Linked DNA regions of Mus musculus: all the other regions are linked to region 7. A link is a contact called in public Hi-C and promoter capture Hi-C data. All regions are on one chromosome and are shown on one strand. Each heading gives the region's core, a stretch centred on a gene start, on an enhancer-like site or on the middle of the called end of the contact. The rest is flanking DNA. Distances are from core to core; before and after follow the strand shown.

Evidence for each region. Promoter capture Hi-C pulls out the DNA fragments that hold promoters and counts their contacts. Hi-C and Micro-C count contacts between places; a contact is called where the count stands out from the background. Capture Hi-C pulls out chosen DNA fragments and counts their contacts.
Region 1: a contact with region 7 is called in a promoter capture Hi-C map of adipose tissue, with 3 times the contacts expected there. The contact joins the promoter of 6430571L13Rik here to the promoter of Pfkfb4 in region 7. A contact is called at or near these places in 1 of 39 promoter capture datasets (liver) and 1 of 9 other capture datasets (adipose tissue).
Region 2: a contact with region 7 is called in a Hi-C map of CD8 T cells, with 3 times the contacts expected there. The contact joins the promoter of Tmem115 here to the promoter of Pfkfb4 in region 7. A contact is called at or near these places in 3 of 39 promoter capture datasets (liver and pre-B cells), 2 of 484 Hi-C or Micro-C datasets (CD4 T cells and CD8 T cells) and 2 of 9 other capture datasets (adipose tissue and liver).
Region 3: a promoter capture Hi-C map of pre-B cells shows a contact between it and region 7, with 9 times the contacts expected there. The contact joins the promoter of Ccdc12 here to the promoter of Pfkfb4 in region 7. A contact is called at or near these places in 2 of 39 promoter capture datasets (the C10 cell line and pre-B cells).
Region 4: a contact with region 7 is called in a promoter capture Hi-C map of liver, with 2.2 times the contacts expected there. The contact joins the promoter of Mapkapk3 here to the promoter of Pfkfb4 in region 7. A contact is called at or near these places in 3 of 39 promoter capture datasets (liver and pre-B cells) and 1 of 115 datasets of contacts at active chromatin or transcription factors (thymic regulatory T cells).
Region 5: a promoter capture Hi-C map of pre-B cells shows a contact between it and region 7, with 1.8 times the contacts expected there. The contact joins the promoter of Setd2 here to the promoter of Pfkfb4 in region 7. A contact is called at or near these places in 1 of 39 promoter capture datasets (pre-B cells) and 1 of 115 datasets of contacts at active chromatin or transcription factors (astrocytes).
Region 6: a promoter capture Hi-C map of liver shows a contact between it and region 7, with 4 times the contacts expected there. The contact joins the promoter of Rassf1 here to the promoter of Pfkfb4 in region 7. A contact is called at or near these places in 5 of 39 promoter capture datasets (the C10 cell line, liver, neutrophils and 1 more), 2 of 115 datasets of contacts at active chromatin or transcription factors (bone marrow-derived macrophages and double positive thymocytes) and 2 of 9 other capture datasets (adipose tissue and liver).

What each region holds. Positions count from the first base shown.
Region 1 is chr9:107,338,193-107,341,985 of GRCm38.p6, reverse strand. 6430571L13Rik (RIKEN cDNA 6430571L13 gene) reads right to left here and starts at 1,346. Exons shown (of 6, transcript NM_175486.3): 1 at 1,198-1,346; 2 at 569-675. Hemk1 (HemK methyltransferase family member 1) reads left to right here and starts at 3,636. Exons shown (of 11, transcript NM_133984.2): 1 at 3,636-3,705.
Region 2 is chr9:107,531,436-107,535,298 of GRCm38.p6, reverse strand. Tmem115 (transmembrane protein 115) reads right to left here and starts at 1,354. Exons shown (of 2, transcript NM_019704.2): 1 at 1-1,354. The coding sequence starts at 820.
Region 3 is chr9:110,654,735-110,658,804 of GRCm38.p6, reverse strand. It overlaps Ccdc12 (coiled-coil domain containing 12), which reads right to left and starts at 2,302. Exons shown (of 7, transcript NM_028312.3): 1 at 2,147-2,302. The coding sequence starts at 2,242.
Region 4 is chr9:107,288,462-107,292,290 of GRCm38.p6, reverse strand. Mapkapk3 (mitogen-activated protein kinase-activated protein kinase 3) reads left to right here and starts at 2,414. Exons shown (of 11, transcript NM_178907.3): 1 at 2,414-2,766; 2 at 2,895-3,171. The coding sequence starts at 2,947.
Region 5 is chr9:110,530,588-110,534,182 of GRCm38.p6, reverse strand. It overlaps Setd2 (SET domain containing 2), which reads right to left and starts at 1,586. Exons shown (of 21, transcript NM_001081340.2): 1 at 1,431-1,586. The coding sequence starts at 1,504.
Region 6 is chr9:107,549,799-107,553,430 of GRCm38.p6, reverse strand. Rassf1 (Ras association (RalGDS/AF-6) domain family member 1) reads right to left here and starts at 1,876. Exons shown (of 6, transcript NM_001243748.1): 1 at 1,585-1,876. The coding sequence starts at 1,834. Zmynd10 (zinc finger, MYND domain containing 10) reads right to left here. Exons shown (of 12, transcript NM_053253.4): 8 at 3,384-3,556; 9 at 3,022-3,147; 10 at 2,812-2,933; 11 at 2,566-2,691; 12 at 2,110-2,470. The coding sequence ends at 2,395. Gm34106 (predicted gene, 34106) reads left to right here and starts at 2,594. Exons shown (of 2, transcript NR_168657.1): 1 at 2,594-2,734.
Region 7 is chr9:108,989,464-108,993,164 of GRCm38.p6, reverse strand. Pfkfb4 (6-phosphofructo-2-kinase/fructose-2,6-biphosphatase 4) reads right to left here and starts at 1,263. Exons shown (of 14, transcript NM_173019.5): 1 at 1,053-1,263. The coding sequence starts at 1,149.

The DNA.
Region 1 (3,793 bases), core at 97-2,596, 1.7 Mb after region 7:
GAGAAGATGCAGGAGGCCTGGAAAAAGTCCACCAATTATCTCTGTAATTGCTACTTCTCCTACTCCTACCTCCTCACTCTCTGCACCCCACATCCCTCCTTCTGCTTGGGAAACACTTGCCCAAGACTCAGACACACCTGATATAACCTCAGGCAAGTCACCCCTCTTCTCTGTGTCTAGTTTTTCTCAAAGTGGGAAATATTACGAACAACCCCATGGTGTTGTAGGGTTAATGGTATATCAGAATGAACCAGTCCCCAGTGGGGTGTGGAGGGAAGAACTTAGATGAGCACAGAAGGCATCCAATAAATGTTCCAAATCCCCATCACTACCACCAACAACCCAGGAGGAGTTAGACACAGCAGTCCCTGGTCCTAGTCAGCTGTGAGACCCATGCTATGGTTGGGACTAGGATGGGGCTGGTGTAGAGACACCAAGAGGCAGGAAGGGTAGACCGAGCTAGATCTTCTGGCAAGGAAGTTGGCAGGGGTGATCCTTGGGCTACCTCCTTTACTCGTAGATGTAAGGCACGGAGTTACATCTTCAGAGGCACTGATGAAATACTCACTTTGAAACACCTATTTCCCTCCGGAGGATGGAAGATCACCCAGCCTCTGTGGGTCTTGGGTAAAGCAGAGTGGGAATGAGTCCTAGCAGTGCTGCAGAGGGGCAGACCTAGAAAGAGAAAGAATTTCTAGCCTATGGCTACATATATGTTTCTCTGTGCGTCTCATAGGTGTACATGGGATGCCTCCTCTTGCAGGTGTGCACATACGTATGAGCGGTGTGCACATATCGTTCATGGTCCCTTAGGAAGGAGCAAAGCTGGCAGAGGGTCATGCATGGAGTAGACGCATTCCTTTCTGTCCTCTCCAGCTTGGCTCAGCAAGAAGTCTCAGGTTCTCTTCTGGGCTCTGTCACTGATCCCAGCCATGACCTTGGACCAGACCCTTAACTTGCTCTGAGTCTGTTTATTACTGGCAAAAAAAGGAGAGAAGCCACCCTGCCGAGTATTTTATTGGCTTGTCTCGGGGGTCCAAAGGGGAAGGGAAGAACACCGGGGTAAAAGTGGTGTGCACCGCGACCTCCAAGAAGCTATCGAGTCTCTTAGTCCTCCCTATCTCAATCCCCACGCCCGCCTCCACGACCCTGTGGTTTCTCCATTCTTGCTCAGAAGCAGCCGATCTCAGCACTTACTTAATCCTCTCCGGTGCGCCGAGCTCAGTCTGAGAAGCTAAGGTTGGTAGTGACCCGCAGGAGGCGTGGGCGGGGGAACACCCAGGCCCGGGCGTTGGGGGCGACAGGTCCCGACTCAAGGTCCGCCTTGCGTGCGCGCAGGATCAGCTAGTATTAGCCTGCGCTGGCTGACAACCTGAGCTGGGGTGGGCTGGGTCCGGACCACGGAGGGGGTGGGGCTGGGATGAGCAGCCTCGGGGGATCCCCAGGAGCCGGAGTGCCTTGCCTCCTGCCCCCCCCAGCGCCTCCGGACCCTGATTGGCTGCTTCGCCTAAAGCTCGATCAGCATTGGCTCACTCGCCTGTCGCTCAGATATAGCTCTGCTCCCAGCGGGAGCTTGGACCTGAAACCGGACAGCTAAAAGAGATTCTCTCTGAGAATACCTCTGACCCTGATGGCCTGCCGGAAGTTAGGCAGAGGACCGTAGGTAGCCAGGTCCTTTCTGGGTCAGAATTCTGACTCCTGGACACCTCCACCCGCACTGGGGCAGACTTGTAAGCCGCAAAAATCATAGGTACAGAGATTTGGTGAGAGCACCACCAGACCTGGAATATTTGAAACCTAAAATGAATTCAGTTTGATCTTCTATTGAATTTATGACCTTGAACAGCAAACTGCTTCTCTTCTTTTGTCTCAGTTTCCTGCCTATATAGGAACTCTGGTGTTTTGGAACAAGGGCGGTTTTTGGTAAGTGACTCCTGGAGACTTCAGTCCAGAGATGTTGAGATGGAATTATCTGTGTGATAGCCCACCTATTCCTCTCATAATAGTTTTCATCCACAGCAAAATTCATCTCAGGACAGAAGTACCGATTTCCTATACCCAAGAGCTGTATCCCCAACCATTTAAAACTACCCTCACCCCATCCCCTAAACAGACTGTGTGTAACCCAGGATGGCCCGATACTTATTATGTTGCCCAGGTTAGTCTTGAACCAAGGCAATCCTCCACCTCCTGGGTGCTTGGGTTTTAATTTTTAATTAATTAGTTTCATGTGTGAGGATGTTTTGTCTGCACACGTATCTGTACACTACATATGTGTCTGGTGTTCAAGGAAGCCAGAAGAGGGCATTGGATCCTCTGGTACTGGAGTTACAGACTGCTGTTAGCCTCCTTGTAGGTGCTCAAAATTGAACCTGGGTCCTTTGGAAAAGCAGCCAGTGCTCTTAACCACTGAGGCATTTCTCCAGACCCCCTTGTACTGGGACTTATAGGTGTGCACCAGTACACCCAACTCCCAGCCCCTCTCCCTTTTTACTCAAGTATTTTATTTTTTACTTTTTTGAAGCAGGATTTCATGTAGCCCAGTCTGGCCTTAAAAGATGAGTTTCTGGTTTCCCTGCCTCCACCTGCTGAAAACTAGGATTTATAAGTATTACCAAACCCCATTTGTGGGCATCAAACCCAGAGTTGTGTGACTGTTAGGTGAGCACATCAATTGAGCTACCCCGTGAACTATTTATTTTTGAATATTTTATGTTATTTCTTAAAATTATAAGTATGTATGTTTGGATGGGTATGTGTACATGGGTGCTTGGAATTGAAACCCAGTTCTCTGCAAGAGCAGTATGTGTTCCTAACCGCTGAGCCATCTCTTCAAGGTCCCGTCCCACCTTTTAAATTTTGAGACAGATTTTTACTAAATTACTCAGGATGGCTTTGAATGTATGGTCCTCCTGCGTCAGCTTCTCCAGAAGCTGTGATTACGTGCCTGCACAACCAGGTCTTGCTATGAATATTACAAAAGATACAACTAAAGCCTAGAAGGTCTGGGCATTTAAACAAAGTTAAACAACGAGCTGCCAACAGAATCAGGATGTAAATCCAGTTTTCCAGTATTCGCTGTTTTGCTATCTGCTCCAAATTCTATGTGCGTGTGAGGTCAGGAGGGTCCTTAGAAACTGGGTCCCTTTCCGAAAACAGAGACTGCCCCCAAACACTGAAACCCAGTCACACGCTGCTAGACCTATCTTACAAGCAGTTAGAACAACGCACCCACCTCCCGCCCCCCAAAATCTGGCTCTCAAGCCCAGCACACGTGGGTGACACCCTCGCGGTTTGTTTTTTGCCCACACTCCGCCCCAGCTGGATATGTAAACGTTTGCTTCAAGCAATCACCGCAGGCTGGAGCCATATCTCTGTTGAGACCTTAAGGAAGACTAGTGGGTCTGGGACCCAGCAGAGCATCTCTCACATTCCTGTACTTCCCCTTAGGGGGGCTGCAGATGCTGGCCAGTTGAGCCTCCTCAGCATCCCACAGTCTTCAAAGGAAAATCCGGCCACTTTAGGAACCCTAGACCAAGGAGACGCGGTTCACCGGAGCCCTTTCTCAACAGCACCGAGGCGGAAGCAAGGCGCCGAGGGAGTGCACTACAGGTTACGCACATCCGGGGTGGGGTGGGGGGGCGCTAACCCTGGGTCAATTTTCTGGTACTTGTGTGTGGGCCGGGCGAGCGTGCATGCCCTCTGGTAGGTATGCACCAGAGCAGGAGATCCGGATGGGAAATGCATGGCCGCAACGTTGATTTTGAGACAGGGATGGCCCTCTCCCTCGCTT
Region 2 (3,863 bases), core at 105-2,604, 1.5 Mb after region 7:
CTGGGAGGCTGATAGTGATGGACGACGGCGCTCCCACATCGTAGCGCTTCACTGTCTTCTGGCATATCTTTACTTTCACCAGGAGGCCGTGCACCAAGTTCGCTAGCAGCCCCACCACCGGTTGCAGGATCTCCGGGAAGAAGGTGGCAAAAGCAAAATGGTCAGCCATGTCCCCTCGGCCCCGGCTATGGCGCTGATAGAAGCGAAGATACACCCAACTGGATAGCAGCCCAAAGCCGTAGGAAGCCAGGGCTGGGCTCTGGAGCAGCGTGGCCAACCGGAGGAGTAGCAGCAACGCCAGCAACAGCATGGGAACGACGCTGACGCGGACCTGGGGCACTCGCAGAACCACACAGTCTCCCATAGTTTGCTTGAGGGCTACCAGAACACCACCTAGGAAACCCAGGGCGCCGTGGATACGAATAGTGAACAGGTAAACCAAGTTGAAGGAAGCCATGTAGGTGAGGAGGTAGGCGAGGGCCCCCAGAAGCCCCACTGACACATTCACCACCGAGAAGAAGATGAGCAGCTCCAAGGCTCCCCAGAGGGGCTCCAGTAATCGCCCGGCCACAACCACTGTGGCCAGGCTAATGGCCACGTCCCACACGTGCTGTTCCATGAGCCCGTGGGTGGCCAGGGTCCAGATCCAGAAGTTGGGTGGGAAAAGGTAGCCTGGGGTGACGGCCAGGCAGCCCGTGTCCACAGCGAAGGAAAGCAGGTAGAGAAACAGTACCACGGCGCACAGTGCCTTCACCACCACGCTGGCGCTGGCCAGGATGGCCCCCAGATGTTGGCGGGCACCAGGTAGGGCGCGTTGCATCTTCCTGGCGGACGTTGGCTTAAGGGAATGTGTGGAAGGTGGCCTAGGGGCCTCCCCGGGGCCTCGTCCCAGTTCGGCCCCGACGGGAGGCCCGGGCCCGGCTACTTCACTGGCTTCTGTTCCGTGGGAAGGCTCTGGTTCCGGTTTGATCCGGTTGTAGTTCCAAAGCGAGGAGAAAGTCTTCTTGCCGGGGACCTGTCGTTAGGCCCTGGGTAGCTTGGGCTCGCCTGCCTGCGGGTTCCGTCGGCCCAGCGGCCAGGCTAGCGTTAATCTCAAGGCTAGGCTTCCTCCATCCACTCTGAGACTCTGCGATCTGCGGGGAACTGGTGCCTCGTTCCGGCCCAAGTCAAGCCCGTTTAGCTCCGGCTGGGCTAGGGTTTTGGCTTGACGGTACCTCCTCCCCTCTCCGGGGCCGACAAACAGGGGCGCCGCGCCTGCGCGCCCCCGCCGGCGGCCGCGGCAGTACGCCCTCTGAGCGCTTGCCTTCCGGCTTCTCGGCATGCTGGGATACGGAGTCCTTGGGACCTAGCCGACCGGTTTCTTCATAGAACCACAAGTCCCAGAAGCTGTGCGCCGACCGGTCCCGTAGAGTGTACGGGCTAGGGAGCTTGGGAGTTGTAGTTTTCAGTGCTTACTCCTCCAGTTCTTAGGAGTTATGGAAGTTGAGATCAGTATTCCTGATGCAGTAAAGGGAGGTGTTAAGTGGGCGGGTTCAAGAGGTAGCACCGCCTTGGGCCACACACACTTGCTCAATTCTTTGGAGGAGATTGGCTCTATTTAGGATTTGTACAGGTACAGCAGTGTCTTTGTAAGCAGGTACATAAGAATGTGAACGGTTCTGATGAGTTGTACCAACGTGTGTGAACTAACCAGAAACTGTCGTCTGGCAAGTGAAGCCTAAGATGGGCTTGTTCAGTCATTTGTAGTCACTGTGTTATTGACCAAGTTCCCCGCTGCAATTTCAGGAGCCTTAAAAATGATGATGATGGCAGGCTCTTCCTATCTTAACGATCAAAGAAGGCAACTGTGTAAACGACTTGCCATTGTTGTATTGGGTGTTCGTTCACATTGTCCTTGTTCCAGCGAATTGTACTTGTAATTGTACATGAACTTTCCACCTAAGGGGGAATAAGGGTCAAGGCTGTGCTACTTCAGCGACTCTTTTCCCACTTGATTCCACTGGACAGAGAAATCTCCCTTGAGCTGGAGCGATGGATTAGCGGTTAAGAGCACTGACTGCTCTTCTAGAGGACCTGGGTTCAATTCCCAGCAACCACATGGCAGCTCATAACTGTAACTCCAGTTCCAGGGTTTCTGACACCCTTACACAGACACACATGCAGGCAAAACACCAATGAACATTAAAGAAAAAATATATTTAAGTCTCTCTATAAGTGCCAAGTTGGTCTAGGCTCAACTTTATGCTATAGTGGCTGTCAACAGGGTGTTTGAGATGTATTTAAAAGTTATTTTATAGCCGGGCGTGGTGGCACACACCTTTAATCCCAGCACTCGGGAGGAAGAGGCAGGTGGATTTCTGAGTTCGAGGCCAGCCTGGTCTACAAAGTGAGTTTTAGGACAGCCAGGGCTATACAGAGAAACCCTGTCTCGACCCTCCCCCACCCCCAAAAAAGTTATTTTATTTACATGTATGTGTGTCTTTGTGTGTATATGCCGTTAAGTGTGCAAGCCACCACAGAGGCCACAGCATGTCGGAAGCTGGATTTCTGAGCCACCAGATGTGGGTGCTGGGGTACAGGTTCTCTGTAAGAGCATCAGGCATTATTAACTATGGAGTCATCTCCCCAACCCTGAGATTTTTGTTATATATATATATATATATATATACACACACATATATATATACACACATATATATGCATATTTTTAAATGTGATTAATTATATTACAAGGGACTTTATTATAAAATCCCCTTTTAGCTATTGATCTCAGTACAACTGCCTGTGTGTTCAAAACTACCTTTCACCTTTTATTTTTGTCTGGGGTTAGGGTTCCTACTGTATGCCATATACCAGTGTTTGCTAAGTTTGACTTAGCAAATCAAAATACAGAGTTACTGGGCAGTGGTGGTTCAAGCCTTTAAGGTTGATCTCTGTGAATTGGAGGCCAGCCTGGTCTACAGAGTTAGCTCTAGGACAGCAAAGGCTATACAAAAAACTCCCTAAAACAAAACCCAAACTAAAAACCAAAACCCAAAACAAAATAGAGTCAAATACTTAATCAGATTTGATTTTTGAATAAACAATTTTCAGGAGAGGGACATCCCATGCCATATTACACACACACACACACACACACACCCCAAAACAAAACAAAACAAAACAAAACAAAACAAAACTAAAACAACTCATTTGTTCCTATAGAAGCAAGAATAAATTTATTCAGAGTACAGTAATAGCACAAATTATAATGACACTGTCAGTAATAACCATGGGCCACAGGGACGATAGTAACCAAGTACCAAAAACCTTATTAAAAAATTATCAGAATCTGGGGCTGGAAAGATGGTTCAGAGGTTAAGAGCATTGGATGCTCTTCCAAAGGACCCTGGCCCAGTTCCCAGCACCCACATGGTGGCTCACAACTGTTTGTAACTCCAGTTCCAGGGCATCTGACATCCTCACACAGAAATACATGCAGGCAAAACACCAATGCTCATAAAATCAATCAATCAATCAATCAATCATTTAAAAATGTCTTAGAGTCTGGGTGGTGGTATTTGCCTATAATCCAGCACTGGGATGGCTGAGGCAGGGGGATCAAGGCCATTTATGGTGATAGAGTGAGTTTGAAGCCAGGCTAGACTACGTGAGACTTTTCAAAAGCAATAAGCAAAGGAACAAACAGACAAATTAACTGCAAATGAGAATTGACTGGACTTTATCTGACAACCCCACTCCAAACCATGTGTGTTGTTCCAAGGCACGGGAACTGTTTTGGGGGCATGAGAGTAGTTCAGACGTGCGTTGCTCTAGGTCAGCCCCTGCAGAGGAGCGAGGGAAACCTCGCCATGGCTAATCCT
Region 3 (4,070 bases), core at 1,053-3,552, 1.7 Mb before region 7:
TTAGGAGGTTGGTAACAATGGCGCACACCTTTAATCCCAGCACCTGGGAGGCGGAGGCAGGAGGATTTCTGAGTTCAAGGCCAGCCTGGTCTACAAAGTGAGTTCCAGAACAGCCAGGGCTACACAGAGAATCCCTGTCTCAAAAAAAAAAAAAAAAAAAAAAAAAAAAAAAAAAGAAAGAAAGAAAGAAAAAGAAAAAGAAAAAGAAATTCAAGGTCTTCTGTTTCTTGGTGGGTATGAAACCAGTGCCAGACTTCAAGAAATCCTATCTCAAAAAACAAAACAAAGACAAAACAAAACAAAAAGCCTACACAAGACACCATCACAGCTGAAGAAACTGAAAACAACTGAAACGGAGAGGCATGCTCACAGACTGGTTATTTTAACATATTTAAAATGATGACACTGTCCCAAATGACTTACAGATTCAAGGCAATCCCTACAAAATCTCAACAATGCTCTTTACACAAACAGGAAAACTCATTCCAAAATTCAGATAGAATCTTTTTTGTTTTGTTCTTTTGAGACAGGATTCCTTTCAATGTGTCTCCAAGGCTGGACACCAATCCTCCTGCCTGAGTCTCTCAAGTGCTGGGACAACAAGCACGCACCACCGCCCCTAGCTTCACGTGGAATCTTAAGGGGAACCTCAATAGCCAAAACAACCTGGAGAAGGAGCTAAGGTACACCATTTAGACTAATTTCAGAACTTACTGCAGGCTGGGTGTGGTGGAACAAGCCTCAATCCCAACACTTGGTAGGCAGAGGCAGGAGGATCTACAGGGCTTGTTGGCTGCCAGCGTAGCCTAAACAACCAACCGACCAACCAACCACAAGCTTCCGGCTCCTGGAGAGAACCTGCCTCAAGAGTATCAGAGAGAGTGACAGATGAGGATGAGAGCCAAGCCTGCGCCTCCCTGGGTCTGAAGGGCAGGAGGGTAGTCATCTGATGGGTCTCTAGGCTGCCAAGGAAAGCAGAAGCCTGCTGGGCCAGCGGTCGGTCGCTCTCACTACTTCCCTTTCGCTTTCTCATAGTATGCTACAAGGTAGGCAGCTATTCCGAAAGGAAAACAAAGCCAACCGAGACTGACCAATCTCGGTTTTTTTTTTTTTTTTTTTTTTTTTTGTTTAGTAAGTCGGAAGTGGAGTCTCTGATTTCCTCCACCTCTGCCAAATGTTTTTTGTTGTTGTTGAATGAGGGACACCGTTTTTTGTTTGTTTGTTTGGTTGGTTGGTTTTGTTTTGTTTTTTTGCCTATGTAACAAAGAGCCAACATCTTCCAGCTTCCCATGCTGATGTTCTCAAAAGAACTTCAATAGCCAAAAAAAAATGGTCTTGAGAAGGAACTAGGTACACGACTTAAGACTAATTTCAAAACTTACTGCAGGTCAGGTGTGGTGAAACAAGCCTCAATCACTGATTTTCCCTATTATATGGCAAAATAACCCACAAAAGTGACTGTGTTATTTATTCCTCTACTGGAGAAGTGAAAACACAAACACAAAAACAAACAAACAGGCTTAGGAACATGAAACAATTTGTCCTAAGTCTCACCGTGTCGAAAGACACAGCCAAAATCTGCACACAAGTAGTGAATTTCATTTCTTTGGAAAGACCAGCAAGTAAGGATGAATCCAGACCATATTTCGGTGGCTACCGAAAGGAAGGAAAAGTGTTTTTCGAATCTGGCAACTAATAGGACTAGTAAGCCAAGACGGGAAAGAAACGGCAGCCTTCTTTCCCTGCAGTCCACCCAGAAAGGTCACTAGCTGTCCTACCCAAGGGAGCCCTGGTGGTAGGTGTTGGAAGGCACGGCCAATGGGGCCAATCAAAAACTTAAACAAACAAATAAACAAAAAAACCGCCGAGCCCAACAAACATGTAGTTAAAAGCCGGCCTTGCAACAACTACCATGATGGATAAAATATCTGGGTTGTCGCCCGAAAACGACTTCCTAAGGCGCACGCGCGAGCTCCGCCCCTGCACTCAAGAAACGAGCCTATCTCAGAGGTCAGCGCCGTCCCACTGCGCATGCGCTACGCGCACGCGCACTTTGGCTTCAGTGGTTCCCTGGTAATCCTCCGCCTTCCCACTGGCCCAGAGCACTGGCCGCCATACCCGCAGCTCTCACTCCACCGTGCCTCACCTTGCGCCCGGTTTTCTCCCGGAGGGCCTTCAGCCGTTCTTTCCGCCGCAGCGCCTCTTCCTCTAGGCGGCCCACACCGGCAGGAGCAGCCGCCATCTTTTCGGAGGCCCCCACCTCCTTTTCACTTCTGCCTCGCGCAGGCTCAGTGAGCAGGAGAATGTCTTACGGCCAATCCAAGGGAGACAATGGAGAGCCGGAAGCCCTGAGAACCAATCAATGCTGAGTTGATACAAAAGTCCACGCCCCTTGATCTGGAGCACCTGTACAGCGAGTGAGCCGGCTGGGTTGTGGGCAAAGGCGTTAAGATTCGATTTGTCCGACACTTAATTTGTGAGAAAGCAAATAGAATCAGACCTGAGAGGAAGAGAATAGAGAGAGTCGATTGCTCTGGTTTTGCCTAACCACCACCCACCTCTCCTAACTGCCCTCTTGGAATATTTAGCCATCCTTATCCACTTGTGCCAATTCTTCAAGAGCGAATGCCTTGAGAAACATTCCCTGAGCCGGGTGAGGTGGTGCACGTTTGTAATTCCAGCACTTCAGAGGCTGAGGCATCAAAATTATGGGGTCGGGTTCAGTCTGGGCTACGTAAGATAACCTTGTCTTAACGCACCACTACCAGACAAACACCCAGAAACCTTCCTTGGCCACTCTCATTCCCAACTCACTCTGAGGTCAGCCTCTCCCTTCTCTACAGAGTGCCAGTGGCAGCTTGCACTCACTCGCCTGATGAGTTGTTGCGCATAAGCCTTGCTATCCACTCTCTGGCTCCAGAACTGCTGAGTTCGAGGCCTGGCTACATGGCCTTTTCCTTTGAACTCAAGAATGATCTCGCATCTCTTTCGGGAGCTGCAGCATAATCAGAGTCAGGCTACCTTACCTGCTTAAAAGCAAATAGCAGCCGGGCGTGGTGGCGCACGCCTTTAATCCTGGCACTTGGGAGGCAGAGGCAGGCAGATTTCTGAGTTCGAGGCCAGCCTGGTCTACAAAGTGAGTTCCAGGATAGCCAGGGCTATACAGGGAAACCCTGTCTCGAAAAACAAACAAACAACAACAAAAAAAAGAGCAAACAGCAACCAGGGCCGAATAAGTGCCACTGAATTACTCTCTCCTCCCAGTATAAAAAGAGGTTGACGGAGCCGGGCGTGGTGGCGCACGACTTTAATCCCGGCACTTGAGAGGCAGAGGCAGGTGGATGGATTTCTGAGTTGGAGTCCAGCCTGGTTTCCAAAGCGAATTCCAGGATAGTCAGGACTACATGGAGAAATCTTGTCTCACAAAACAAAAGGAGAAGAAGGAGTTTGACTGCGGCAGATGGTCACAGATGCGTTTGCTTCTTTTCTTCTCCTCCTCCTCTTCCAGGAGATGGCAAGCCCATGAGCAACGTGGCTCCCTGTCTGGGGCTTCTGTTATAAAGCTGGCCCAAAGGAGAATGATCTTCCCTAACAGCTCCCTTCAAATGTCACCGTTTCCTAAGCTCGGTGTTATCCTGGGTTAACCTGGTTCTGTCTGGGACCTTCCCTTACAGTAGGAGACGGGGTGGCTGCCAGCCCCTGGCATAGAGGGTATCTGTGCTCAGGAAAGGTAAGCTCATACTAAGATGCATAGGGCGCTTCATACTGATCGATCCCTAGGACCAATAGGAGCCATCTGGACCTAGCAAACTTTCCCCTACCCCTAACAAAGAAGCTGGTTCCCACCCAACACCAGGGGCTCCCTCACTTCACAGTCCAGTCACAAGGAAAGGACAGACAGGGTGTTGGTGACAGTGGCCCAGAAATGACTCAGCCAGGCCTAGATCCCTTGTTCCTGCTGTCCCTGCAATTCTCATTTGGCTTGTCTGAGCCTCAGTTTCTTCATTCATTAAAGCCGGCATGAGGCACCCACCTCCTTCAGGCCAAAGGAACAAAAAATGACTGACAAG
Region 4 (3,829 bases), core at 1,165-3,664, 1.7 Mb after region 7:
ATTTTAAATTTTATTTTATTTTATCTTTAATTATGTGTATGTGTTTGTGTGTGGGTGGCCAGAGGTGTAGGCTCCCTTAGAGCTGACATCACAGGTGGTTGTAACCCACCTGATGTGGGTAGTGGGAATGGAACTTGGATCCTCTGGTAAAAACAATATGTGCTCTTAACAGCTGAGCCATGTATGTATGTATGTATGTATGTATGTATGTATGTATGTATGTATGTATATATCGGGGCACATACAATCCAGCCCCAGCCTCTACTCTCAGTTACCTAACTTTCCGTTCCTTGTGGAGTCATGCTCAGAGAGAATGAGACCTTACTGAGCCTTGGGTTCACTAGCTTTAAGCTGGTTGCAGCGCCTGCCCCGGCCTCCTGGAAACAACACTTCCAGATTGTATGCCTTCCTTCAATCTCTTAGATCCTGGGTCTGATTAATAGGTGGGACTATGATCCCACCTGACCCTAGATACAGCTAGGCATAAGTGTGTGTGAATACATGTGCCTGTATGTATCTGTCTGTGTATGTGACTATCCGTGTGTCTCTTGTGTGCACTGTGTGAGTGCATGTATGAGCGTATGCTTGCACATGTGGATTAGTAGAGCCAAGAAAGAAACTCCATGGGAGGAGGTCATTCCTTGACCTCCAACCTTAAGCCCAACCATGAGGTTGCACTCTGGGATTGAGATGAGGGGCAGTTCTCTTTTATTAGTTGCTGATGTCAAGCAGGTCACATGACTCACCTCTCTGGGCTTGTTTTTCTTCTGTGTTTTCAGTGTGTGTCTAAAGGGATGGTGATATCTTCCTTCCTCTGTCTCAGTGAGGTGTTCAGGTAGAGCATTTCTTGGTCTGCAGGAAGTGCTTCCTAGTGACCATCTGAGGCTCTTATCTAGTGATCTCTGCTTCACTGATTGTTGCTAGCTTGAAGGTTGCCTGGAGAAGACAGTTACCAATTTCTAAGGAGACAAGCTACCCATGAATAATTGCAGTGCTCTTCCCGAGTGGTTATCAGGAACCTGGATGCAGTTGTACAAATAGAAGGGCACCAATTTTCTGTTGGCCACTGACAGTTGCAGAGTGCAGCCCAGGCATCTTTGTGTGTGTTGTGGTGGAAGGCCGGACACAGCCTCCTTTGGGTGGGACAGAGGTCCGGGTGGCTGCAGTTCTGAATATAGTCTGTAGATGGCAGCAGAGACCTGCTCAGAGGGCTTGCCTGTGGCGCCGCCTGCTCTGTAGACTTGTGGGAAAGTTGGCTCAAAATATCTATGATAGGCTAAAAGGTGAAGGTCTAAGTGCAGAAGGGAAAAATTTAAAGCGAATAGAGGAATTGGATGGAAGAAATGGATTTTAATGTTAAGGCTGATTGATTGAGCCGGGCGTGGTGGCGCACGCCTTTAATCCCAGCACTTGGGAGGCAGAGGCAGGCGGATTTCTAAATTCAAGGCCAGCCTGGCCTACAGAGTGAGTTCCAGGACAGCCAGGGCTACACAGAGAAACCCTGTCTCAAAAAACCAAAAAACAACAAAAACAAAACAAAAGATTGATTGGTTTTTCGAGACAGAGTTTCTCTGGCTGTCCTGGAACTCTCTTTGCAGACCAGGCTGGTTCGAACTCACTGAGGTCCGTCTTTTTCTGCTTTCAGAGCGCTGGGATTAAAGGCATAGGCCACTATGCCCAGCTAATTTTATTTTTTAAAAACATAGCCTCACGATGTAACCTAGGTTAGCCTCACAATCCTCCCGCCTAAGCCTTCCTCGCGCTGCAATTACAGGTGTTCATCACCATGGCCAGAACTTGAACTTTTATTAGTTGAGATTCTTAGAACCTAAAGCTCAAATCACGAGGTGAAAAGTTGATGCAGCTGACCAAATGGGAAATCGAGATTTCTGATTCAAGAGCGTCCCAAGTGTGTTCAACTTACGGCTACGGGCTGTAAGTGGTCCAGGGAAGTATGAATGTGGCCCAATACATTTATTTGGAATGACAAGTGAATTGCAAAGTCAAAAGGTTAGTCAGGAAGTGCATAGAAAGGAAAGCTAGCCAGTTGTTAGACAGATGCCCTAAACCAGGAAATGAGTGGCGGGTTAGACAACAACATGCCAATTCCCAGGGCACGCTGACTAAACATTCAAAAAGTTGAATTCTGAAACACTTAGCTACCTGGAAATTTTGGGAGTCTAAAACGCCCCCTGGCAGCTAGCAAAAAGAACACTTCACTCAAGAGCCCGCAAGAGAAACAAAATGTCTTGCGCTGTAACTTTTCTAGATCACAGATAAAATCCGAGGAGGCTGGTACAACAGTTGAAGGAGCTCCTAGCGGTGTCCCAGGGCGCTGCGAAAGTTACAGTGAACTTGACGAGGCCACGCCCCATTTTGTCTCGACTCAGAGGCGGAGTCTGCCAGGGGCTCTGCCCTGGCCTGCCCAACCCGGACTAGCCTGGCCCTTTAAGGTTGACCTAGCGGGGCCCCAAGTCTGAATGACGCGACGAGAAGCGGGGGTGGGGGGTCACGTGGGACGCGGGCGGCGAGACTCTGGGTCCAGGGCTCCGGTCCTCAGCGGACTCCAGGGATCACTATCTCTTGCCCACTCTCGCCTGCACCATGATTTTCGTGTAGTGCTTTGCCACCAAGTGCGCCTTCGCCTGGTCCGCCTTTCTTGGGTCTCTGTATGGCTGGTTCTCAAGACCTTGTTGCTATACAGCGCCGGACTCCTTCCTAATTTGACACGTGCCTGGGCTGAGGGATCACCTCCCCCTGCTGTACGTAAGTACTCTCAGGCAGTTTCCAGCTTGTCTTGGGCCAGGAGCCCAGTCAATCTAGTTCTGGAGAAACCAAAGCTGGGGTGTGTCCAAAAAGTCCCGGTGGGGAGTGACTCTTTCCCTTTCCTTCAGGTGCCTCTGGACGCGCCAGGCTGGGGCTACCTCCGAGCGCCCCGTGGGGGCCATGGATGGCGAGACAGCAGGGGAGAAGGGGAGTCTTGTGCCCCCGCCAGGTGCGCTCGGCGGGTCCGCCTTGGGTGGTGCTCCGGCCCCAGGTGTGCGACGGGAACCCAAGAAGTACGCGGTGACTGATGACTACCAGTTGTCCAAGCAAGTGCTGGGTCTGGGTGTGAACGGCAAGGTACTGGAGTGCTACCATCGGCGCTCTGGCCAGAAGTGTGCCCTGAAGGTTAGTGACCCATCTCTCTGAGGGCTAGGGTGACATGGAGGGTCCAACAGCAGAAACCTGTGGATGTATCTGTGTCCGGGGTCTCTATTAAACATCTACACATGGCATCTTGTTTTATTTTCAAACTCTTCCTCTAGCGTCAGACTCGTGGTCCTCTTAGCCTCACATACACGGAAACAGGCTGACCTACCTAAACTGAGGGTGTGTCCCAAAGAGCGAGGGGAGGAGTCAATGTGAGTAGAGCTGTTGTACCCGGAAGGCAGGAGGGTGTGGCTGTGCGCTCTGGTTCTGGCTTGGGCTTTGTGTTTAGGCCCAAAGGATGCTCTTAAATTCTTAGTTATCCCCTGCAGGTAGCTCCTTCTATGGGGATGCGGCTAAGTTTTCCTTAGGCTCAGTGCAGGGTTGTCCTCCTCATGGCCCCTGCCCGCTGAGGTGGGACCATGAGCCTCTTAGGGTGTTTTTTGACTACTGGGCCCCTTGAGTTGAGTTGGTGGCCTCTTGTGGAAAGGGGCAAGCTTTGCTCATAAGCTGACCCACCCTGGACAGACGATGGAGAACCACTTATCACATCATATTCAAGGTTCCCTAGAGGTATGGCACAGTGATGTGGGTGGGGTGGGGGAGTGGCTTGGAGTAGTTGATCTCACTACTAGAATCT
Region 5 (3,595 bases), core at 337-2,836, 1.5 Mb before region 7:
TCCAAATGTTTCTGAGCCAAGGTGAAAAACTTTGGCAAAGGTTCCCCCAAAAATGTGTAATGTGGTAATTTAGTGAAAAGTTTTGTTTTTCACTAGACATCCCTTCAAACCTTAACTTGGGAATGAATTTTGTTGCTATGTGCAGACATCAATACAAGCAAATTGAGGTAAAACAATGGTTTTTCTTAGTTGTCAGCACCTGCAATCCCAGCACTGAAGAAGCTGAAGAGGAAGGATCCCAGGTTCGAGGCCAGCCACAGTAAATTCAAGAGCAGCCTAGGCAACAAGGTGAAACCATTTATCTAAAAACAACAAAATGATCTTGTGAGGGCTTAGGGAAGCTTCGCACGGACTCCTGACTCTGAAGTGGAAGCTTGCTTTTTTACTTATGTTGTTGTTTTGAGGAAGCCTGCCTGCAATCCTAATTCAGTTGGTATCTCAGGTGTACACCACCATCTGACACCCAACAGAAATATAAAAATGCCCTAGGTGTACTGAAAAGAAACTATACGACAAAACTGTATTTCGCTTTACAAGTACACTATCTTCTTTAGAGAAGACTATACAAAGGGTCTCTTAACTAAATCTTCACACGCAGTAAAGCCATCCTTGTAGATAAGATTCTAGATTCTATTACCTAAGAAATAGGACGCCAAAGTGTTCAAGCATCATAATCAAGAAATGTTTGCCAGGTTTTCACTTTCAGGTTAAAAAACAAAACTGCTGTCACCTCAACAACGGGACCAGACAAACCTTGCCACCATTACAAAACCCAAGCGCCAAAGGTGCAGAATATGAAGCTCATCGCTCTACTGGGCCAGAATTGAGTGTCCAAGGAGGAGGGAAAACAAAAAACAAAAATAATATCAAAACCGGGAATGCAACGCGGGTCTCCTCCGCGGATCGAAGCGGGGAGACGCGCGGTAGGCCCTTCCGGTCCGAGTTGCCGTCACCGATAGGCCGGGCGATGGGCCGAGCTTCCACCCGAGCCCGAGGATTCTCGGCCTACACGAGCCGGCGCCCTGACGCCGGCGTCGGCCTTTGCGGCGCCTCGGACTATGCACCGTGGTTTGCAACAGAAGCCCGGGACGCCACCGAGTGTCCTGGAGGAGCTGCGCGGAACGCCGAACCTAAGCAGGCCGACCGAGGACGCGGCAACGGCAGAGGAGGCCGTGGCCGCCCCTCCCCCACCGGGCCGCCCGCCCCAACCGCCGCGGCGACGCGAGCAGCCTTCTCCGCGCCAGGCCCAACCGCCGGGCCAGCCGAGGCCAAGCGAGGCGGCCTCCAGGAGCTCCGCCCGGCCTGCCCTCCACCACGACCGCGAGAAGCCGCCCGGGGCCCGTTACTCCGCGCGCCGCCACCGGTCAGGACGCGCCGCCCTCGGGCTGGAGCGACCAACGACAGCGGGAGACCGCGGAGCAGAGACTTACTCAGGGGTCGGGTGCTCGGGATCGTAGAAATCCCCCATCTTCGGTGGCGGCTGCTGCGACGGCAGCGGCTTCATGAGGAGCGGCTGGAGGCGGCGACGCTAGCCCCCTCCCCGCGGCAGGCCGATGCGGGGGAGGGGACCGGAGGGGAGGCGGCCGCTGGTCCGATCGCGGCGGCGGCAGGGGCGGCCGGCGTCGCTGGCTGGCTGGCTGGCCCGCCCGCCCGCTCTCTCGCTCTCTCGCTCGCTCCCTCCCTCCCTCCCTCCCTCCAGCAACCGCCCGCCCGCCGCTCTCACCCTCACACACTCACTCCCGAAGCGACGCGCACCCCGCCCGCCCTGCAGCCTTGCAGGCCCAGCCCCTTAAAGAGACACGCACAGGGCAGCCCACCGGCCGCCAGTCGGCGCGCCAGCACCACCGACCCTGGCAGGGGCGGGGTACAACCCGCCGGCCAGGCCAGGCCTAGCCTGCGGCCTCCCGGAACAATAAGTCCCGGGGCCGAGTGTTGGAGGCGGGTCCCGGAGCTGGAGGGGAGCCACCGCTGCCCCTCCCTGGACAGCGTCCGTCCCGGGAACAGCCCAAGGCCGTCAGGACACCCGCCTTCATCCTTCGAAGCCCTGGGAGAGCCTGGCCTCCGGGCACTGAGGTAGCGCAGCTGCCGCCCTCGCCCGCTTGCTCCTTTATTCGGTCTCTCTCGCCCCTTCAACTGGCTCTCGGCCGCGCACCGAAAACCAAGCTAAGCAGGGGCTGCTTCTCAGCCTGGGCTTCTCGGACACGCCCTCCGCCCGCCAGCCTCCCGCAGCCCCCACCACCGTGTTCCCACCGAAACCACCTCACCGCGGTATTCTGCCCTCGCCCTAAAAGTCAGAGAGGCTATGTTTGTTAGACCTGGGGGGGGGGGGTGGTCCTGAGGAAAAGGTTATTAATTAGTCTTACTAAAAAAAAAAAAAAAAGTTAGATTAAACTAGAAACTTTTTATTTCTGGATTAGCAGGATTTCGTGAAACTATTAGCTAATTTACACCTCGCTGAATTTATAGCAGTTGCTTATCATGAAAGTGGCAGATTAGATAGTTGAGATCTTTTGTGGAATTTTCTTTGATTAGCCACTAATTTTTTAATTGGAATCACCAATAAATTGAAATGTGATCTAACAGAATCCTTCACTAGCTAACTTGGCCGTATTGTTTAGACAAACATCTTCTGTAGTTAAGACTTACCCTGAACACTTGAATGCTTCATCCTGCCTACAACCTCTTGGGTGCTGGGATTCTAGGTTTTTTGTTTTGTTTTTCAAGACAGGGTTTTTCCTGTGGCCTAGAACTCAAATCCATCTGCCTCTGCCTCCCATGTGCTGGGGTTAAAGGCGTGTGCCACCACTGCCCAGCCTAAAATGTATTTTTAAAATTGTTTTTATAGGAATGGTATGTGTTGAGCCACACACATGCGCACGTGGAGATCAGAGGATAACAGTGAGTCCATTTTTGTCTCCCATGTGGGTCCTGTAACTTACATCATAAGGCTAGGCAGAAAGTGCCTTTACTCACTGAGCCATCTACCATGCATTTACATTTTTTTTCACTTGTATGTAGGCTAGCAGAATTTTTTTATCATTTTGTTTAGAGGTTAATCTGGATTTTTTTTTTCCTGGTAACTTTTACTCATATCATGGAAGTTCAAGGTCCACCAAAAACAAAACAAAACCCGCTCTAGGTTTCAGTCTCCCACGACCATTTTGTTTTGCATTCATTGGTGAGCTTTCCTTTGTGGCTGAAACTTGCTATGTGCTATACTGACCTCAAACTCAAAATCCTTACCCCAGCTTCCCTGATGCCTGGATTACAGGTGCCAGACACCACAACCTGCTGAAGATGAAAGTTTTGTTGTGAACAGATTCTCTCACTGCTGTGAGGATAAAAGGAGGGACTTGTGAAACCCCGAACTTCCTCTTTTTGATTCTTTTTGAGACAGGGTTTTGTGTATCCCATCTGGCCTTGACCTCAGTAAGTTGGCCAAAGATGACCTTGAACATCTCTCCTCCTCCTGCATCGACCACATAGTAGAGAGGTTACAGGAAGGGAGACAGCACCAGAGCTGGTTTATATGGTGCTGGAGATTGAACCCAAGGCTTCCTAAACACTAGACAAGTACCCACCTAGTAAGAAATAT
Region 6 (3,632 bases), core at 627-3,126, 1.4 Mb after region 7:
TTGAGAAAGAATCTCATAGAGTTCAGGTTAGCCCCAAATGGTAACCTTGAACTTGGTGATCCTCCTGCCTCCAACAGCTCCAGTGTTAGGATTATTGTCCACGAGCCACAATGTCCAGTGGACATGTCTAACGTTTTGACTTCTGTACCCATTATCTGGATTGTTAAATCCTTCAGTTCCTGCTTGCTCCTCCTGACTCCCAGGGGCAGCACCCACTGGCCAGGCTTCCTTCTCACTCCTCTGCCGCTCTTGCCAGCAGCCTCTCCTTAGTTCTATAAAGGCCCAGGTCTCATAGTTGATGTCCAGGTTTCTCACCTGGGTACTGTCCCAGCTCTGACTACACTCACCTGATCCAGATCCCAGGCAGCACTGATCGGCCTCTTCAGACCAAATCCTATGTGCAGTGCCTTCACATTAATGTCTAATGAAGATTTCTAATGAATATGGCCAAAATGTCATTTTTTTCCCCACTTCACTCCACCCCAGGGTTCCTATCTCAACAAGTTATCACTGTAAGCCCAATCTGAAGCAAACCCTCCATTTGCCTTTGGTTTCTTCCTTATCTCCCAAACTGTCTTGCTTCCTAGACAAGAACCCCAGAGCAGCTTTCTTTCTCCTTGTGAATGCTGAGATGCCGCAGCTCTTGCTCTCATGTGGCATTCTGTCACAAACTGCTACACTAGCTGAGTTTGTGACATACTTGTATAGTGAATGAGATGATCTGGAGGCACACACAGGCCTACAGTGCCATTTTTAAGTTCCTATATGGCCCAAAGCACCGATTCTCAACTCAAAACTATACATCAGAACTTGGGAGGCAGGGGCAGGTGGGTTGCTTGTCACAGCCTGGTCTGCATAGAGAGTTCTAGGCAAGCCAGGGCTGCAGAGTGAAACCCTGTCTTAAAACACAACAAAACAACCAAAAAACCAAACCAAAACAGAAAAACCAGGATGCCTAAGGTCCACTTTCAACAACGGAGTCAACAAGTCTGAGAGGAGAAGTAGGCGCGAGGAGACTGGAAGGTATATATTGTCCTGCGTGGTTCTGTTTGCTGGTAATTCCTAGGTCAGAAGGACCACTCATTGTGTGTGTGGCTGGACTCCATGTTTTAGCCTCTGCATCCTTGACTCAAAACAACCTTGACTGAAGTTTCAATAGAATTCCTACTAACAAGGAGCCTAACTAAGGTTCTAACTTTTTCTGGCCCCCTATTAATGTGGGAGACGTCACCCAGGAATCTAGAGGGGGAACACAGTGAGCCAATCGTTGGGAAGAGGCGGGCCTCGGAATGTAGGCTCAGAGCTCAGCAGGCACAAAGGCTTTTCAAGAAAGGGCACAAGCACTTTAAAGACAAACTTGAAGCACCTTCTTATTCACAGACAACTAACTCTGCCCAACTGTGCACGGACAGAGCGTGACAAGTGATAAACCATTTTCTCAAGCACTCTCCCTGATGGAGCAAGGCCAGGAGATCTGGTCTGCAGGATCATCACAACTGACCAGCCCTCCACTGCCGCTTGACCCGCAACTATGGTGCTGCCTCCCTTTCCGTAGTCGCTGGCTGTGTGGGGCCGCTTACTCACGCGCGCACTGTAGGCCCTTGCGCACGACGCCCCAGATGAAGTCTCCACAGAGGTCGCACCACGTGTGCGTGGTGGGCCCTGCAGGCTGGAAACGGTGGCCACGACCCGGGACGTGCTGCTGTGACGGATTGCGTGTTGTACCCGGGGCGATGCGCAGAGCGTTGGCACGCTCCAGCCGGGTACGGCCTGGACCGATGCGCCCGGACGGTGCCAGCTCGCGTAGTTCAATGAGTTCTGGCTCCGCCGACATGGCCCGGTCAGGCCGGTGCTGTAGCGGACTAGCAGCTAGTGAGTACCGAGCGGGCGAGGCCGCAGGGCGGGCCGCGACTTCGGCACCGCCCCCAGGATCCAGGCAGGGCGGCGGGAAAGAGCCGAGGAGGACGCGCTGGAACCCTAGGCGAGCCGACCGTGTGGACTTGTGGGCGGGGCACGGCACAGGGGTGGGCCCTTTCAAAGAGCCCCTTCCCAATCTTTCCGTCCAGTCTTCTCCCCCGACCCCAAGGATGACTGTACAGCGCCACACTGTTGCGTTTCATGAGTCTGCTTTATTGTGCGAAAGGAAGAGGGTCTCCACATCCGGCCCTTGCTTACACCCCCCAACCCTGTCTGCCAGTTTGCTGATGCTGTGGCCTGGTCCTCTGCGTATTCGCTGGGTGGGGCAGGAAGTGAAGAGTGTGGTGGTTTGCAGCTCTACTTGACTCAGCTGTGCTCACCAGGGAAATTGAGGTCTGACAGGGGCGAGCCACGAGTCCCTGAAGCTCAGTCACAGTCTGGGTGCGCTCTTCTGTCGGCCCTCGGCAGCTACGGCCTTCACTTGGCTCTGTCACCTTGGGCTGCTAGAACACATGTCTTTCCGTGCTTCTCCCAGTGCTTGACTTGACACTCCCTGCAGCGGGGTGGGTTGCATGACAATGACAGGGCTTGTAGGAGAACCCAGGGTTGGAGCTTAGGGGGGCAACTAAGGTCCCAGGATCGCCTCACCTGCAGCAATACCACACATTCTGGCATCTGGAGCAGCGCTTGGAGGCCTCTGCGTTGCAGTAGCCGCAGCGGGGCCTCTCCGGAGCTACTGCCTCTAGGACATCCAGCCTGTAGGTTTCAGCCCACCTGGGGGAGGAGTCGAGAAGAGCTGAATGGACGGACCGGGCAGGTAGGTGCACAGAAGCACTAGGTGACCTTCCCTCCTTGGTCCTATGCACGTGACTTCAGCCACTCAGTGGACTTTACCTCTGTGCTTGTTGACGAAGATCCTTCTCCGAGAGGCTGAATACGTGCTGAAGCTGGTGCTTGGCGATAGCCTGCCATTTCCCTTTGTTCTCTCTCTCCAGGCGATCCCAGATTTCTGGGATCTAAAAAAGTGTAATGGAGACAGGGAGGAAGGAGCCGGAAAAGTGGACCACCGTCCCAAGCACTCCCAAGCATGTTCTAGGGCCTTACCTGTTCTAACACTAGGTCCTTCTTAGGGGGCTGGGTTTCAGCCAGGGACAGGTGGGCCAGGAAACCCTTCAGATCGGCAAGATTGGGCAACTGGTCGAGTAGTGTGTCAGTGAGGAAGGCCTGAAGCTGCAAGAGATCCAGGGAAGGCCATTGAGAAACTAACTGTTCCTAGCCAGAGGGCCAAGAGACAGGAAGTCCTGAAATTGGGCTGAGCGTCCTTGGAGGGTTTGCATCTTACCAGCTCCCCTGTCGATGCCTGAAGCCCAAGTTGTGGAAAGGGGACAGGGACAGGCCAGGATGCCCTGGGGGGTGGGTCTGGGCAGGGGGGCAGTGGGGCTGGGCGGGGTCATTGAGTTCTCCACCTTAAGCAGCTGTCCCTTGGCAAAGCTTGTAAGGCAGTAACGGGCTCGGGCCTCAGGGCTGAGCAGTAGATTGTACAGGGCGATCCATACTTGCCCATCCAGTTTATTCAGCTTTTGCTGCTCTGAGGGGGCCACCGTCTGCCATCGGCCACTCTCAAAATGCTGCAGCTTGCCTGGGGGAGGAGAAGGAGCCCACCGGATGCCGGTGGGTGTTGTGTTATCTTTGAGAGTGTGTGGTCCGGAGGACTG
Region 7 (3,701 bases), core at 14-2,513:
CACTCCCAACCCCTCTCATTATGGTAATGGTCAAAGTCGTGGCCTCAGGCTGGCCTTGGCCACAGAAGCGTAGAGGACCCTCCCCTCCCTTATCACACACAGCAGCCTTTAGGAATGCACGGAGACCCTGGCACATCACACAACAGCCTGATCTCCATTTCCATATCTGCGCCACCAGTTGTACGAGATGTTCTCTGAGGTCTTTGCCAAGCTGCAAATTCATTACAATATTTGAGTTACTTATAAAACAATTTTTTTCTTTTCCCTGTCAATAAAAAATTACAGACTCGTTCAAGAACAAACAGAAAAGCCAAGGAAGTAGATGAGAACACTCAGGATCCCAGAAGAGGTAAGTCACTTCGCAATTCACAAATTCCAGCATAGTTCTTTGATGTTTGACTCTCCTGTGCAGTTATTTAACAGTGAACTCAAGTGGGTGCTTCCACATCCAGGGGCACAGATATAGGTCCATATGGTGTGCCGTTCCCACTGTCCAAATCTTGACAACTGTACTCCCCCAAAGTTCCTCTAAAACTTTGGCATTAAAACCAAGGGGTACCTGAGGACTACTAACTAGCCCATGGCTAGGCTTTCAAAAGTTCTCAGCTCAAAGAAGCCAACTGCCTTGTCTGGAGCTACACAACTCAGTTTCCAGCCAGACTTCCCGCTAGCCCACTCTGTGGCCAGGAGAGAGTAAAGAGCCACGGCCACAAACGAAGTCCTCTTCTATACACAGGCACTGGAAACAGCTCGGGTCGGTGCCTATCCACTGGGTCAGACCCAGTCTCCAACAGACTGAGATGTCCCCTCACATCTGTCCCCACTCCTGCTTCACCACACTTCTGCGGGCCACTGTCACGGTACCACGGTCACTCCCGCTCACCTGTTCTCAGCCTCTCACCTGTCCCCGACTCCGCCCACCAGTTACAATAGCCTCACCGGTGCCTGCTTCTCTACCAGTCTCCTGCCTTTTCACTCGAGACCCTCGTCTAGGCCGTCTACCCACCCATCAGGGTTCACCTTCTCTCTCTCCTTTAGGACCCCGGTCTTACCACCACGCTGGCTGGCGTGCAGAGCGGGCCTGCCATTGCTGTACGGCATCCAGATCTTCTTCAGGGGATTCTGGGTCAGTTCCCGTGGAGACGCCATCCCTGGGCTGGGATGAATCGGACTGCGCTGCTACTCACCCAGCAACCGGGCCACCTCGGGCCACCCGAGGTCCCGCCCCTCCGGCCCCGCCCACCCTCTAGCGGCTCCAACTCTTGTCAATCTTCTCGCAGGCCCGCCCCAGAACTAATAGGCTCCACCCAAACTAAAGAGGCACTGGCCTACGACTACGCATGCCCAATTTTACTATAGCTTCTTTTGGACTAAGCACGCCCCATCCGTCAAACCAGAGTTGATAACGCGCATGCTCAATACTAGCTACCTTTGACACCCGGATTATGCAGACCCCGCCCCGGATGTGAAGTTTACTGTACTCAACCAGATTGTTCTTATATGCATAGGCCCCACTCATGGTCCCGCCCAGGGTGCTGCAGCCCTGCCCCAAAGCTTGTGTGGCCTCTTACTCCCTTGAGAAATGTGACCTCACAGTCGCCTACTGAGAAGGGTACGGAGAAGCTGAGCAGGCCTGCGTGATCCTCAGAGCCGGATAGTCTGGACCAGCGTGGCACTTGTCCCTGAATGGCTCTAATGACTGACTTGCTGCCCTGGAAGTCAACCACCGCTGCGCCCTCCTGGACCTTCTTCGTTCCTCCTCGGTTGCTTTTAGCCTTGAAACTTCCCGGGTCCACAAGAACAACTTGTTCAACCACACAGAAAAAGTTCCCTTCTCTTAGGGACATAAACACAGAATACATCTCAAAATCGACCATGTTTTGGCCTGGCTGCTGGGGAATTTAGGCTAAATCTCTGAAATATATGAACAAGCTGTTTGGGGTCTCACTAAGCAGTATTCTGATTTTCTTCCCAGGATTTATATTTTACCAATTATAATTTTATTGCTGTTTGGTTTTTCTTTCTTTTGGGGGGGAGAAGAAGGGCTGGTTTCATGTTGCCAGGCTGTCCTGGAACTTAATGTGTAGCTGAGGATAACCTTGAACTTCTGCTCATCTTGCTTTCACCTTCCAAGCTCCAGTGTTTCCACAGAGTTTATGCAGGGAATCGAACCTAGAGAACCTAAGGCTTTGTGTATGCTAAGTAAGCTAACCCCAGCCCCAATTAGTGTTTTAATAATGAATTTTTTTTTTAACGAGCTTCTGTCTCTTCATCAGGAAAATGAGATGCAGACGTCATCAATTTTACAAGACTGTGGTACAGATTAAATGTGTCAGCCTCAGAAATCTGTTTAAAAACATGTGGGCGTTCTCATTCATTATATTACCTCCCTCTCTGCCTTTGAAAATGTACTGGGACAAGGGCCCAGGGCCAGGGCTGGCAGCTCAGGCTTAAGGGCTAAAGTGGTACCATATGAACGAATTCTCCAGCTGGGCGACCCCCAGTGAACATGACCCCTTAGAGGCCAGTGAGGGGTGGTGTTCGGAAGTCACTCTTCTGCGTTTGACCCCCACCAGTCTCCAGAAAGCTCAGGCCTCTTCTTTCTGCTCAGCCCCGCCTCTCCAAACTGTATATTTTCTGTGCAGGCCCCAGCAACAGGGTTTGAATCTCGATCTCACTACCCTCTAGTGATGCCCTCCACCAAACCCCTGGCAGGTTTCCTGCCTCACATATGCCCAGCCAGAAGCTAGGGACATGAAAAACAAGGCTGACCCCGTTCACAATTGGCCCACATCCCTTCCTTTCACGTCTCTGCTTTGGGTCAGTTCATCAAGTCTCAAACCAACTCTCCAGAGTTTGGCATAGACAGAAGGACTGTGACCAAGATATCTTAACCACTGCACCAGGAAATAAAATTCAGAAGCCCATTTGGGGCCTCCCTGGTACCAGCTCTGGCCGGCTATTTTGGGAACTACCCTGCTCTGGGCAGAGATTCATTTCCTCTTACCTCCTTGCCAGTTGCAGAATCCTCCCTCCATTCCCAGAGGGAAATGAGCAGCTTGGAGCACACCCACAGGGTTCCTCTTGTGAACTCCTTTTCTGAAGCTACTCCTTCTGTCCCTGCCTATGTCCTGGCCATGGCCTAGGTCATCTTGGGACCACAGTCAGCCATAGAAACCTCATGGTCAGTCCTCATAAGGCTGCCACCTTAGATACACATGGGTACCCAGCACCCCATCAGTGTCTCATCCTCTTCCCCAGAACTCCCGGCTGTTACTCAAGAGCTGGTAGCCAGGGCAGAGCCATCTCCACACCCAGTCTGAACCTGGTTTCAGGAAATGTAGCTCTCTACCTCCCACTCCTCTGAGCTCACCCCCAGCCGACCCAGACACACCCTCTCAAGTCCATCTATCCACAGACCATAGGTCAACATCAGTTCCGAGGGCCCACTTCCCGGCTCCCTTCCCATGACCTCATTTCTTCTTCGGTAAGGAACAGAGAATGGGACCAGGGAGGAGTCAAGATAACAGAGCCAGCCCACAGGCTCATCTCCCAGCCTTCAGAGCTTCGCCTGCCACATCTCAATTTTCTGTCTCATGTTCAGAGAGCTCATGGCTTCTCCCTCTTGAGAGCATCTCAAAGTGTACCAATTACCCTTGTCCCATGCACAGGCGGTGTTGGGATGCTAGTGTTTACTCAGA